Regions from separate parts of the Mus musculus genome. Here regions 2 and 3 are each linked to region 1. A link is a contact called in public Hi-C and promoter capture Hi-C data. All regions are on one chromosome and are shown on one strand. The core of a region is the stretch at or near the end of the contact, and the rest is flanking DNA. Distances in the headings are between cores, read along the strand shown.

What was found. Promoter capture Hi-C pulls out the DNA fragments that hold promoters and counts their contacts. Hi-C and Micro-C count contacts between places; a contact is called where the count stands out from the background.
Region 2: a Hi-C map of cortical neurons shows a contact between it and region 1. The contact joins two enhancer-like sites. A contact is called at or near these places in 11 of 39 promoter capture datasets (the 3T3-L1 cell line, 3T3-L1-derived adipocytes, the C10 cell line and 7 more), 3 of 15 datasets of contacts at CTCF or cohesin (the NIH/3T3 cell line and stem cell-derived epiblast-like cells), 84 of 484 Hi-C or Micro-C datasets (the 3T3-L1 cell line, 3T3-L1-derived adipocytes, the AML12 cell line and 38 more), 5 of 115 datasets of contacts at active chromatin or transcription factors (astrocytes, embryonic basal ganglia, embryonic stem cells and 1 more) and 2 of 9 other capture datasets (adipose tissue and embryonic stem cells).
Region 3: a promoter capture Hi-C map of hippocampal neurons shows a contact between it and region 1, with 4 times the contacts expected there. The contact joins the promoter of Gpr6 here to the enhancer-like site in region 1. A contact is called at or near these places in 16 of 39 promoter capture datasets (the 3T3-L1 cell line, the C10 cell line, the HPC-7 cell line and 8 more), 3 of 484 Hi-C or Micro-C datasets (the N1E-115 cell line, cerebral cortex and cortical neurons), 2 of 115 datasets of contacts at active chromatin or transcription factors (embryonic forebrain and embryonic stem cells) and 1 of 9 other capture datasets (embryonic stem cells).

Annotation. Positions count from the first base shown.
Region 1 is chr10:40,649,274-40,654,305 of GRCm38.p6, reverse strand. Ddo (D-aspartate oxidase) reads right to left here. Exons shown (of 5, transcript NM_027442.5): 5 at 4,375-5,032. Among named protein-coding and RNA genes, the nearest start is that of Ddo, 22 kb to the right of the region's middle. Within about 2 kb of position 2,510, at least 5 of the 459 cell types and tissues checked have an H3K27ac peak or open chromatin away from gene starts, as enhancers often do. A contact at or near this core is called in cortical neurons and hippocampal neurons, where this site is marked.
Region 2 is chr10:40,997,336-41,001,949 of GRCm38.p6, reverse strand. No RefSeq gene overlaps it. Among named protein-coding and RNA genes, the nearest start is that of Gm48057, 35 kb to the left of the region's middle. Within about 2 kb of position 2,954, at least 28 of the 459 cell types and tissues checked have an H3K27ac peak or open chromatin away from gene starts, as enhancers often do. A contact at or near this core is called in cortical neurons, where this site is marked.
Region 3 is chr10:41,070,111-41,074,762 of GRCm38.p6, reverse strand. Gpr6 (G protein-coupled receptor 6) reads left to right here and starts at 2,473. Exons shown (of 2, transcript NM_199058.2): 1 at 2,473-2,636; 2 at 3,160-4,652. The coding sequence starts at 3,179. The coding sequence ends at 4,270.

The DNA.
Region 1 (5,032 bases), core at 1,261-3,760:
CTCCACTAACAATTGAGAAAGCCTCTGTTATATTTTTAAGGGATCTGGTTAACGTGTTCCCTTGGCTACTTAGGGCTGTGATTTATAGACAGCAAAGTCACTTAGGATAATAAAACCCCCAGGTCTGGCAGCAAACTGCTGAGATTTTTCAAGAAGAAAGATACCATTTAAACATCTCAATCCGCTTTTCTCCGGTGAGTGATATCCTGAGGAAAAAGGCTTCAAAAGTATCTCCATCCGTCACACATTCAAGAAGAAAGATGAGAGAGATTGAGGAAGGAAATACTAGAAAAGCTGTGTTCATTTCAAACCTTTGACATTAGCAGAGACTGTGGCAGGTTTGTAAGAACTACAACTCCCAGCAGGCAGGGCGCTACTGTTCTCCATTATTTCTAAAAACTATTAATTGACTGAGAAAAATTGGCTTAAATATCAATTGGTGTTTGTGGCCAGCCTGGGCTGCTACAGACCCTGTAGGAAAGGCTGAGTATAGTGATGCACGCCTTTAATCCCCATACTCAGGAAACAGAGAGACAGGCAGAGGCAGGGGCAGGGGCAGGGGCAGGGGCAGGGGCAGAGGCAGAGTATCTCTGTGAGTGCAAGGCCAGCTTGGTCTACATGGTAACATCCAGGACAACCAGAACTACATAGTGAGTTCCTGTCTTGATAAAGGGGGGGGGGGGGGAGGAGGAAAAGAAGAGAAAAGGGTTAGGGAGAGGAAAGGAGAAGGAAGGAAGGAAGGAAGGAAGGAAGGAAAGAAAAGGGAAAGAGGCAAAGAGTTAGGGAAGGGGAAGCAGAAAGAGAGAGAGGAGAGAGAGAGAGAGAAAGAGAGCTCATCTGAATGCATCTATTCTGTAATAGGAATATGTGTCATTTTAAAATAGCTTATCTTCTATACATTACACACAGCTGGGCTGTGGTCTTTCTGTTCAACATCTTTTCTTTCCAAGTGAATAAAATCCCAAACTCTCAACATAACCTTTGTCCACAGAAGCGCCATGCTGACAATGACAGTGTCTCAAAGTAGCTGTGTTCCCCAGGTCACAGCACAGCAGGCACACACTCAGCCACAAAGGCCCCACACTTGAAAGCAGGGATTTAAGAGAGAAATCAGTTGTCCTCTGTGTCTAAAAAGCACCAAAAAAAAAAATCATAAATGGTGTTCCAAAATTGGAAACAGAGAAGTAAAACAGGTGTCCCATTCTCAGACAGCAGCAATTTCCAGTAAAAAATCCTACTTACATAAAGTGAAATCTTCTTAGAAATAAAGACCAGTTATGGGTGGTTTATTTCATGTGCTAATTGCCTGGGTTACAAGCACCCAAATAGCTGGTCGAATGTGGACATGGGTGTGGATATGGGAATGTCTCCAGAAGAGATGAGCCTTTGATTTAGTTCCCTCCTTCTACTGTGGGTTCTGCTGTGGGTCCTGGAAGATGAACTTCGGTTGTCAGGTGCTGGCCCCTGTCTGCTTCTCCCCCTCAGGGTAGCGAAGCCTGTGGTGCATCAGGCTGAATTGGAGGAAGAGAAGCTCAGAAGGACCTGGGTACGTGCAGGCAGTATCTTGATCAACTGCAAGTGTGCAAAGAACACGCACATGCGGGAACAGCTTCAGAGAACTGTTTCCGTTGATTGGGGGAGCAAAGGCTATTTAAACCTTTGGGGGTGGGTAGGGGCTATAGGCATATGTATATCATTGGTCAGAGCCAGGGTTCTGGAAATGCCTCATTTGCACAAAGAGGAATACATGACCTTATAAGACAAAAGGAAGTTTGCCAGGCTAAGTGGGGCAAAGATGGGGGTGGAGATGGGGGCACAGGACTACATATGCCAGGACATGTAGGCCCAGGAATGGAGTGGGAGAGATCCTACTCCTGTCAGTTTCGGGATGAGATTTTCAGGGTTTGGACAGGCTTTGACTCCACTCTTGCTCCAGGCCTGCTCCTTCTGGTACCACGGTTCTCTGACCCACAGTCAGGTTTGAGTGGCAAATGCTTTTATCCACTGAGCTATTTTACTGACCAGAGATGATGACTGAGTTCTGAAGTGTGGCATGAGACAGCCAGTGCAGGCCTGAATGGATGGAAGGGGGGGTGGGGGGGATGAATCTCTTCTCTGCCGGAACTGGGCTGTCTCCTGACCTTCACACCCAGACTGGAGCTGCCCTGGTTCTCAGGCTTCAGGCCTGGACTAGAGCTGAACCACTTGCTTTCCTGGATGAAGGTGGAGAGTTCCATCATCTGCAAAATGGAGATCTTAGAGCCATCTGCTCAGCCTCCATGATCACATGATCTGTCATGGCCCCCTTATGATAAATCTCTATAGAGCTGTATGTTGGCTTTATTTCTTTGAAGAATGCTGACTAATATACCAGCCAAAAGAAAAATGAGGGCTAGTTCTTTAATGCTTGTGTGGGAGTCGGCCTGAATCCCTTGCATTTGGCAGGTACTCAAAGAAGGCAGAGGAGTTAGAAAGCTTTGGAATAGAAGAGGGGGAAGGCATCAGTAATGTGCTGATTGGAGACCTTCCACATGGGAAACGGCAAGCAGGCCCACAAAGACAGACATCCACAATCACTGGATAGTGGTGCATATTTTGATTCCTTGGGTTGATCCAAATTTAGAAGGAAAGACAAAATTAAGGAAGATCTTGGTTATCAATCATGCTCTGAGCATTTTGTGTCAATCCTTACAGAAGTATTGTTTAGGTTTCTGGATTGGAGCCATGCAAGTCTGACACACAGCAGGCTGGTTTCCTGTGCTGCATCTTGGGGGATGATTCCCTGGACAGAAGGCTGCAGGTCATGGCTCAGACCTCTGTTGTCTTACGTGTGCAGGCTGTTGTCCATGTGTATAGTCTACCTCTCATCTTTCAGACAGGCGCTGTCTCTCAGCAGCTAACCTCCAGCTGTTGAGGTAATTTCCAGCATTTCTAGAGAGCCATTACAGGAGATAGCTAATTCTCACAGGCCGCCTTCTCCAGAGTGCATAAGGATGAACCTGCTGAAGCCAGCACACTCTCCCAGCTCTGCAACATGGTGGCAAGGGAGAATGGGAGGGAAGGTAAGCTTATAGCAGCAGCAGTAGCTCTAAGGGAAAGGCTCAGTCAGAGCCCTGTGGACAGCTCTAAACACACACTAATGCCGCTGCACCTCCTCCTCCTTCACCCCTTGTCTTCGAAATTCTGCTGTAACAGAGCAAGGCTGAGCAACAGGATCCACCCCCACCCCCACCCCCACCCTTAACTCCCTATGTGATCTTAAGATGCAGCCCAGAAGGGCAGCTCATGACCAACATGAATAATATCCTTTGAGAAATACCAAGGAAGCCTTCAGCAATTAGTGACAATGAAATCGGGGCAGGTAGCCAGGACGCCTCTGATCTTTCAGTCTTACAGTGTGGAGCTTTAGAGATATAAAATGGGTGTGAAACTGAGCCAGAATGGCAAACAGGAAGAGGTCATGGAGTGTGGGAGACTTGAGATGCAAAATGCAGAGGCTGGGCATCCACATGGTGCAAGAACCGGATGAGGAGACATTTAAAGCACGTTCGAGCCACATGGTGTCCCAGCACTGAGGGGCTGTAGACCCAGGTCCCCACCCCTACCCAAGGTGCTGTTTACAGTCGACACCTGATGGCAAAGTGGAAGTCAGTGTTCTCCATTGGTGTGGCACTCCACATATCAACCACACTCCACGGCATGCCCAGGCGTACACAATGAATTCTGTAGCTTCGAGTTTTGCTTGGGTTACTTTTTTTTTTAAATGGGCTTTTTGGTTTTGTCCATTTATTTTAGGTTTTTGGGGTTTTTTGGATTTTTTTGTCTTGTTGGGGGTTTGAGGGGGTTACACTTTTTTCATTTTTGAGTTCTTGTGGGTGTTTTAGGTTTTTTGAGAGAGACCATAAAGGTGTGGGGATAGGGAAGTGAGGAGAGTCTGAGTTGCCTAGGAAAGGGGGAAGCATGAGAAAGTACATTGTATGAAAAATGTGACTTGCCCCGTGAGGGACAAGACTCCCGCTGTATCAAGTGACACCCTTTGTTTTTATTTGTAACCATTAAAAAGGTTACCTTGTCATGTTAAGATGCCAGTTTTTCATGCTACATTTCCCATGCAGTGCACATGTTCTAAATTGATGTAAATACAGGCATTTCTTGTCTACTTTAAATAGAGTTCAGAATAGTTTAATTTTGGCCATAGGAACTCTAGTCTCCACAATAAAAAGAAAAAGAAGGAAGAGAACAAGGAAGAGGAGAAGGAGGAGGAGGAGGAAGAAGAGGAGGAGGAAGAGAAGAGAAGAGAAGAGAAGAGAAGAGAAGAGAAGAGAAGAGAAGAGAAGAGAAGAGAAGAGAAGAGAAGAGATCACACACACTTCCTTATTTTATTTTTATTTTATTTTATATCTTGTCATTTCTAAATTTTCAGATGCTCTGGTTTATTTGAGATTGATACAACATCGCCCCCTGGTGAAAATTAATAGAAATGAGACTGCTTGATTTAACAAGAATTTTTGTAGCCCATTAAACACTGTTTGGTATGAAACCCCAGCTCAGTGCTCTCTTCAAACAAAATCGCACACGAAACCTCAACAAAAACGCAAACACAAGCTTCTTGTCCATAAGTTTTATAATGTTTTTAAAAGATTTATTTAATTCCTCTGTGTGTGTGTGTGTGTGTGTGTGTGTGTGTGTGTGTGTGTACCTACAAAGGCCAGAAGAGTATGTTGGAAACCCTGAAGCTGTAGTTACAGGAGGTTGTAGGCACTTCATGGGCACTAGGAAACAAACTCTTGTCTGCTGGAAGAGCAACAAGCAATCTTAATTGTTGAGCCATCTCTCCAGCCCTGTCCCTATACTTATGGCCAATCGTAAGACTCCTAGGAGGTTCAAAACAGGCTTTATTATTCAACAACAACAACAAAAAAGTACTTCTCTCCAAAATGTAATGACATCCCTGCTCCAGGATTGCTTACTTCAGTGAACAATCTTCTCCCAGGCCAAAAACCCTCCCGAGGACCTACAATGAACCCGGGAC
Region 2 (4,614 bases), core at 1,705-4,204, 350 kb before region 1:
AAACCCAGAGGATCTGTTCACAGTTGGCTGTCATGGAGCAGACTGGGTCCCTCCACACCACCTGGGCATCTGTCCTCAAAGCTCAGGGTGTGTTAGGCTAGTGGCAACAGATAGGACTTCCCCTGATAAAAATTACAGAGTTGGACAACGAACTGAGGAATGAAAACTAAGGAGGTCTTCTCGGCGATCCTTAAAAATGCAAGCTATAAATTTAAATCAATGGCAAATCACATTTATAGAAGAAATAGCTGTGCTTTATAAGAATGTGCCAAATACTCTAACTCACATCGATCATTTTTAAATTGTAGTCCTTGTTCCACCTAACTCATTCTCAGAGGTTCTAAGCTTCGGCTTGGGGCGTTCCCTGCCTCTGACCGTAGTGGTCAGAAGCTAGCTGGAATGGCAGCCACACGGGCCTCCTGCAAACCTCTCTTCTCATGTAAAGTCGCTCAGTGATGATCTCTGAGTGAGGCCTGCTCTCCCGGGTGAAAGGTCTTCTCTTCATTTCTTGTTTTCCCACACCTGTGAAACTATTCCCGCAGCTCTCAGCACTGGGGATCCTGGGAAGTGTTTAATGGTTTGCAGAGAGGAGACTAGAACCTCTCATACTCATACTCACGTATGCACACACACACATGCATACACTCTCATACACACACTCACACACAAACTCTCTCATGTGCACACACTCATTCATGTGTACATACACACTCACACACATATGCACACGTCTTCACACACTCATGCATACACACTCTCATACCTGCACACACAATTCATACATGCACACATGCTCACAATCTCACACACACACACATGCACACACACACACTCACATGCACTCACTCACACGTACACACATGCATACACACTCATACACACATGCATGCACTCTCACGTACACTCTCACACACACATGCACACACTCATACACATATGCACACATTCTCACACACATGCACACACACATTCATACATGCACATATGTGCACAATCTGTCACACTCATACTCACACATGCACACACATGTGCACATCCTCATACACATTCACACTCATACACTCTCACACATACCTACACTCTCTCTTTTGCTCTCACTCCTTCAACCCTTTCCCCTCTAACTCCTCTTCTTCCCCCTCCTCCTCTTCCCCCTCTTCCTCCTCCTCCCCCTCCCAATTCTCCTCCTCCACATGGGGTCTCATGGTGTTACCCAGGCTGCCATCAAACTTAGGCTCCAGCTCTCTTCCCTTCTTAGCCTCTTGAGTAGCTGGAACTACAGGCAAGGCTCACATACTAGTCTATTATATCATTCTTGTACACAGCATAAAATGTTCTTCATAGGGGCTGGGAGATTATTCAATGGGAAAGGGTGCTTGTGTGAAAGCAAGAGGACCTGGGTTCAAATCTGACGTGGCTTTCTTTGTGTGTCAGCAAACCCAGCACTGGGGGGGTGGGGGGGAGGAGGGAAGCAAGTAAGATTATTGTGAGCCAGGAGGTTTCTGGCCAAAATGTAGTATTTTACATTCAGGGAAAGGCGCTGTTGGTAAAAACAAAACGACAATAATAATAGATAAAGAAAGACACCAGACATCTTCCTCTGGGCTCTGTATGTCCATATGTGGGCATGCACCTTGTGTAAAAACGTTTCTTTAAAAAATGTTATTCAAAAAACTTACTATTTCAATAATCTTTCAGTACTCTCCAAAAGAGTACTGAAATACAGGCAGCATTTTTTTCTACTCCTGTCATCAAAAAATGATGATGATGACGACGACGACGACGATGACAACAACGCTTAGAAAGGTCCATCTCCTGTGTCTGCTGATTTCAGGCAGCAGTGTCGGAGAGCCAAATCAGCTATTTTATACTCAGTATCAGGAGAGTGAGGCAAGAAGTGAGGTCTGGGGTCTGAGGTGGAGAAAGGAAAAGTGTTCTGATAAACGTTTGTGCAGCAAGGGCTGCAGAGGAGCTGAGGGACAAACCGCAAGAGGAATTCATCAGCAAACATATATTGTGCCTTCATCCACAGTCCAGGGCAGCTGCCCCCAAACCTTGTAGACCTTGTATGGTTGGTTGTAGGGTCCTGCGTCTGCTCCTCCACAGGGCATGCCTGCTTGAGGAGGAGGAATGAGGGAGTTTACCCCACAATGTCGCCAGGCGGGTGTTGGGCCATAGGGCATCCCTGGGACACCGCTCTGGGGTTGGGGAAGCACAGTCTGAGGTGCAGGACAGCCAGAGCTGGCTGGGGGTCCCTGAGCCAGCGACAATGAAGCCTGGTTCTCAGGTTCTTGGACACCCAGGCGCTGCTGGGCGCCGCGGAGGAGCTGAGAACAGTGTCCCGCAGTGGCAGGGGGAGCTGCGGCTGGTCCCATGGGGTGAGTCCTTGGCTTGTCACCGGTTGGCTTGAGCTTGGGCTTGGTGGAGGCTGTGGCTGGGAGCACAGAGAGGCCTTCTATGAGAGATTAGATGGCGACTCTGTGGACGAAGGCCTTCTCCATGGCTCTCCACGACCGATCTTGATGAAAAGAGGCAGTCTATAGTTTTGTTTTGTTTTGTTTCAAACTTTTTTAAAAAATTTATTTATTTAATGTATATGAGTACAATGTTGTTGTCTTCAGACACACCAGAAGGGGGCATTGAATCCCATTATAGATGGTTGTGGTTGCTGGAAATTGAACTCAGGACCTCTGGAAGAGCAGTCAGTGCTCTTAACCATCTCCAGCCCCTAATCCATGGTTTTAAGATGTTTACTGTCATGGTGGAAAGTGGATGAGTAAAACCGTATCTCACTTCTCAGGGTGAGCCTGAGGTTAAATACTTTTTGCAGGGAAGAGTGTCTGGGAAGGAAGGCTTATTGGCTAAGCCCTCCAAGCCTGTAATACTCATTACTATGGAGATCTGCCTTGAGCCTACGTGACCACAGGTCACGTCTTCTACAAGTGGAGAGGCTTGGGTCAGTGCACTGATGGTCACAAATCTATGAGAGGCCGCGGCTAGTGACAGGGGCTTGGTGCCGGGGAATCAGGCGAAGCGACTACAGTCTCTTCAGAATTTGCGGGGTTTCAATCCTTAGCCCAACCGGGGACCAAGCTACGTTTCATGGTCCCACAAGACCCTATCAAACCTCCAAAAAAAATGAGATGCAGAGAAGCCGGAATCCAGGGACACCATGAAAAAGATGAAAATTCGTATCACTCAGACCCAGAGAAGGTGCCACCCACACCAGACAGTGTACATTCCTCGAACCTTTTACAGGGCATTGATGCTGACTGGGAGGCAACCCGCTTCGGAAGAGATGAGAGGCACAGACTCGGCCTTTCACTGACTGATCTGTTCCTCTTTCCAAGCAGTCCTTCCCCAGTGGTGCAGCCTAGCCGCTGGCGGCCTTCCAATTAATCTGAAATCTGCTTCCTCTGAGAATTCCCTTCAAAAAGCAATTTGCATTTTATTAATGAATTCACAGAGACCAAAAGCCTTCCAGAAATTAGCAGTCCGTGCAGGCATCTGGGGGATGGGAAACCAGGCTGGTTCTGAGGAGAGAAAGCCAAAGTGACTGAAAATGGAAGGCAACAAATAGTATTGATAGATGGGGACAAGACAGCCTGCTCCAGGGAACAAAACAGGGTAAATACGTGTGCTTTCAGCACAAAATACAAAATGATACTCAGAAAAAAGACCGGATGGCAGTATTTTAAATGGCTAAGCAATGGTATGGGCTAACCTGACACCACCTCGCTTTTTTTTTTTTTTTTTTTTTTGGTTTTTCAAGACAGGGTTTCTCTGATAGCCCTGTAGACCAGGCTGGCCTTGAACTCAGAAATCCGCCTGCCTCTGCCTCCCAAGTGCTGGGATTAAAGGCGTGTGCCACCACGCCTGGCTAAAAGGTTATGTTCTTAAATTAAGCTAATTAACCCATTTTGGCTTTTAAAGATTCATCTTTAATCTTTATTACATGATGAGGCATCCTGAAAACAATTTGAAAAATGATAGTTTTCTTAAAAAAAAAAAAACTTAGCACAATTGCAAATTCAGTCAAATTGATGAGGTAGAGCTGAAAGTTTCTCAAAATGTTTAATTACCTCGGCAGGAGGGCACGAAGTCCCACCCCTAACCGCGGAGCTGCTGGGAACTGGTCAGATGCTGGGAGAATCAACCTTGCTCCAGGGCGTGGTCCCACACACACATGACTATTTGCTTAGCACAAATTTGAATTAGTGTTTCTTGTCAGTTGTCATGACTTTAAAGGGGCACTGAGCTGGGTGGGTAGGGGGAGGTGGGAGTGGGGAGAGATGGAGAGTAGTGAGGAGTGTGATCAAAATACATTGTTTGAAATTCTCAAATAACTAAATAACTAACAGAGTATCATTTAAAAATATTTAAATGACCACAACTCAACCGTTAATGAGTTCACACTACTTAGTCATTCATTTAAAAACTGCATCTCTCTCTCCTCTTTTTCTTCTCTCTCTCCCCCTCTCCCTCTCCTCTCTCCTCTCCCCCTCTCCTCCTTCTCCCTCTCCCCCTCCATTCTCCTTCCCTTCCTCCCCCTCTCCCTCCCCTCCCCCCCTCCTTGTCTTCTCTCACCACTTTCACAAGGATCCTAATCCTCATCAT
Region 3 (4,652 bases), core at 1,224-3,723, 420 kb before region 1:
TGGACTAATCTCCAAAACTGTAAGCCAGCCCCAATTAAATGTTTTCCTTATAAGAGTTGCCATGCCAAAACAAAGTCAATGAGATGATAACCAATAATATTCAGCTATACTCTCAGATTGATGCCTAACTCAGTTGTCAGAGAGGTTTCATCCAGCAACTGATGGAATCAGATGCAGAGACCCACCACCAACAAACATTAGGTGGAGTTCAAAAATTCGTGCTGAAGAGGGGGCTGTGAGGATCAGAGGAGCCAGAGGGTCAAGGAATTCCACAAGAAAACCCACAAAATCAACAAACCTGGACTCATAGGGGCTCACTGAGATTTAATTAATAATCAGGGAGCCTGCATGGGTCTAACCTAGGCCCTCAGGATATCTGTTATAGTTGTGTGGTGTGGTGTTTTTGTGGGACTCCTAACAGAAGGAGCAGGGACTATTTCTGATGCTTTTGCCTGCTTTTGGGTCCCTTGTCCTCGTGCTTGGTTGCCTCGCCCAGCCTTAATATGAGAGGAGGTGCCTAATCTTAGTGAAACTTGATGTGCCACGTTTGGTTGATATCCCTGGGAGGTCTGCCCTTTTCTGAAGAGAAACAGGGGAGTGGATGGGGAGGGAGGAGGTGGAAGGGAGAAGGAGGAGGTGAGGGACAGAGGGGTAAGGTTAGCTCAGATCCATTCTCTGTAGGCTGGCTGTGAAACTGTAACAGACTTGAACCTCTCCTGCCAGGCATGTGCATCTTTTGGCATTGCAACAGTGTTATCATTTATGATGTTCATGCTTAAGAACCACGTGATCAAGCTCCAAGGGGAAAAAAATCTCACACACACACACACACACTCATAATAAGATTTTGTGTTGGCCTGGCCACGAGTGAGGATTTGAGCCTGTACCAGACAGAATCATTTGCAAACTTTGCAGTCATCGTGCTACGGCAGCGGTTTGACAGTTCAGTCGACAGCTCTGAAGCAAAGTTCTTGGCACTGACATGACAGTCTTCCACTGAAACTCAGAAATGTGAAGCTTCACTGAGTTTTATGTTCATGACAATGGTGGAATGTGTTAAGTCTCAAAACCCCCCAAATGGTGGGTAAATTCATGCATAGCCCAGCATTGGCTGTTGCCATGAAGAACTGGGCATTCTTAGGCATGAGCCATCTCCCAGGTAAGTTCAGGTGCACTGAGGCAGGAGCAGGGGTGGTTTGGGAGGTCCTGTCTATAAAGTAGCCAACACAAGCATCCCTATGCTCCCCCAGACTATGGGCCTGCTGAGTCTCAGTCTCTCTCTCTCTCTCTCTCTCTCTCTCTCTCTCTCTCTCTCTCTCTCTCCCTCCTTTCCTTTCCCCCCTCCTTTATATGCACTGGCTGGGAGGAGGCAAGAAGCACCTACAATGTATGTTGCTTTTTTTTCATGTAATGTGTGAAGGCCACAGCAGTGGCCCCAGTCCAGCCTTGTAATAGCAGTGTGTATTCATTTCTTTTAGAGCCTCTTACAGAGTCAGCTGCGTTAGCTTTTGGCCCAAGTACAGCTATTGGAGATTCTGTCTCGTTACAAAGGAAAGAGACAAATACTTGCATTTTTACTGACAAACCAAAACACCTTTGAACCAAAAGGGTGATTTATCTGGGCTGAAAATAAAACCCGTGCCTACTGAAGTCTTGTGCAGCTGACTTATCACTATTTTGGTCCTATAATTTGTTTTATAAGGTAGTAATTAGCAGGGCAAAGTCTGTTGCCAGGAAAGTAAATCACATTTTGCTGTTTTCTTCTTTTCTAACAAGACACAGACCTTGTCTTCAGTTAAAGAGCAGTTGCAAGGGCACCAGCAAGAAGGGCAGAGATCAGATAGTGGTGGAACCTGCAGGGGAGGGCTCAGAAAGATGACGGGGACGGGGACGGTGGGGGGGGGGGAGGATTCCTCGGGTAAATCTCTGGAAAAAGAAACGGTTTCCAGTCTTGTCCTTTTATCTTGTCTTTTTTCTCGGCTCTGTGTTTCTTCCCTGGCTATAGCCAAGTGGCACAAACGCTATAAACACTCTTACAAAGAGAACTTCTCTCTCTCTCTCTCCTTTACAGATGCCCCAACCGCCCCTTCTCCGTGGCTTCTTCGTTTCAGTGGTCCTTGGCTCTGGCCTTTGCTATGTGGCTTATTGTCACTCACCCCTCGCCTTCCTTTTCCAGCTCACCCTCTTTCGCCTGGCCTCAGGCTCTCTTCAATCCTTTCTCTCTCTCTCCTCTCAGCCCCATCCCATTCCTGGAGGTATCTGGACTGGTAGAGACTCTGGCTTCTCCTTCCTTCTGGATCTCTCTGAAATGTTTCTGTGAGGGGTGGGGAAATGTCAAGAAGGATTGGCCTGGCGGGTGTGGCTAGTAATGCACTGAAACCAGAACCCAGAGCCTGACGTCACCGGACCCCGCCTGTCAATCTCGGGCAGGCGCGCAGCTCGCAGCTCGCAGCCTGCCATCTCTGCCACTGCCTCTCACTCGCAGCGAAGGTGGCTCAGCGACAGGCGACCAGTACTTTCCTCTTTGACGCGGGGCAGCCTTCTGCAGGCAGCTGCTCGGACCGCGCAGGGAGGATAGCCAGGCACACAGCCGCGGAGCGCATGACCAGAGACTCCCGGGATCCCTGACTCCCCAGGTGAGCAGCGGGCTCCTAAGGGTACTTTGAGCTTCTGGGGAAGGCGAGGGGGTAAAAGGCAGTCCTGGAGTGAGTCCGTCCAGGAGTCAAAGAATTGGAGCAAGGCTTGACCACTGCACCTTAGCAGATTCCCCCCTTAGCCTTTCAATCCCCAGTTCCAGACCTGGGGTCTCTGGCTCTCAAACTTCTCTTTCAGGACCGCGGACAGCGGCTTTGCCCAGCTCAGGCTTGCAAAGAGATGACTCTCTAGGTTGATTTGTTTTAGGGTGTTCATGCATGCTAGTGCGTAGTGGAATCTATCTATGCACCTCTGCCAAAGCTCAGAAACCCCGTATATTCCGTTCATTCATTCACTCAACAGGTGCTTATTTATTGGGGTTCTCACTTTTCCCCCACTTCCCCCACTGCGCTCCGTGCGTGTTCCTGAGGTGAGATAAGCAATTTAAGTGAAGCAGTTAGAGCGGGGAAAGTTCATCGGTAGCTTGGGCAGTGCACCTGACAATCTGCGGTCCCTTTTGTGCAGGGAGCAACATCTAGCGGCGATGAACGCTAGCGCCGCCGCGCTCAACGAGTCCCAAGTGGTGGCAGTAGCGGCCGAGGGAGCGGCAGCTGCGGCTACAGCAGCAGGGGCACCGGACACCGGCGAATGGGGACCCCCAGCAGCATCCGCAGCGCTGGGAGGCGGCGGCGGACCTAACGGGTCACTGGAGCTGTCTTCTCAGCTGCCAGCAGGGCCCTCGGGACTACTGCTTTCGGCAGTGAATCCCTGGGATGTGCTGCTGTGCGTGTCGGGAACTGTGATCGCAGGCGAAAATGCGCTGGTGGTGGCGCTCATCGCGTCCACTCCCGCGCTGCGCACGCCCATGTTTGTGCTCGTGGGTAGTCTGGCCACTGCTGACCTGTTGGCGGGCTGTGGCCTCATCTTACACTTCGTGTTCCAGTACGTGGTGCCCTCGGAGACTGTGAGCCTGCTCATGGTGGGCTTCCTGGTGGCGTCCTTTGCCGCCTCAGTCAGCAGCCTGCTTGCTATCACAGTTGACCGTTACCTGTCTTTGTACAACGCGCTCACCTACTACTCGCGCCGGACCCTGTTGGGCGTGCACCTCTTGCTAGCAGCCACCTGGACAGTGTCCCTCGGGTTGGGGTTGCTGCCTGTTCTAGGCTGGAACTGCTTGGCCGACCGCACGTCCTGCAGCGTGGTGCGCCCCCTGACACGCAGCCATGTGGCGTTGCTCTCTACTTCCTTCTTCGTGGTCTTTGGCATCATGCTGCACTTGTACGTGCGCATCTGCCAGGTGGTCTGGCGCCACGCCCACCAGATCGCTTTGCAACAGCATTGCCTAGCACCGCCCCACTTAGCAGCCACCAGAAAGGGAGTGGGAACTTTGGCCGTGGTGCTAGGCACTTTTGGGGCCAGCTGGCTGCCCTTCGCCATCTATTGTGTGGTGGGTAGCCAAGAGGACCCGGCCATCTACACTTATGCCACCCTGTTGCCTGCCACCTATAACTCCATGATCAATCCCATCATCTATGCCTTCCGCAACCAGGAGATCCAGCGTGCCTTGTGGCTCCTGTTCTGTGGCTGTTTCCAATCCAAAGTGCCCTTCCGCTCCAGGTCCCCCAGTGAGGTCTGAAGGGCTCCTCGTGTTCCCTCACAAACACCACAAACCCAACATGCCAGCCTTTGGTGAGCGTCAAGGTGCCTGCTGATGAACTCTTGAGGTGTCAGTGGTGCAAATCTGACTCTGCTGGAGCAAAGGGACTGAACGTGAACGCAACGAACTGACTCAGACAAAGAGGCTTGTTGGCATTTTACATATACAGTGTATACATGTGTACATATATATACAAATCTTTGTATCTTCTGAGGTGTTCAGGACCTGGAGCTTCCTGTTCTGTGAAAACCAAACAAAATGTGGTTGTATACTCAATCGTACATCACATTTGTCAAGTGAAGACATTCCAATACTGCTTAATAATAGCACTTTATTTTTAGCTGCTGAAATGCCAAGACAG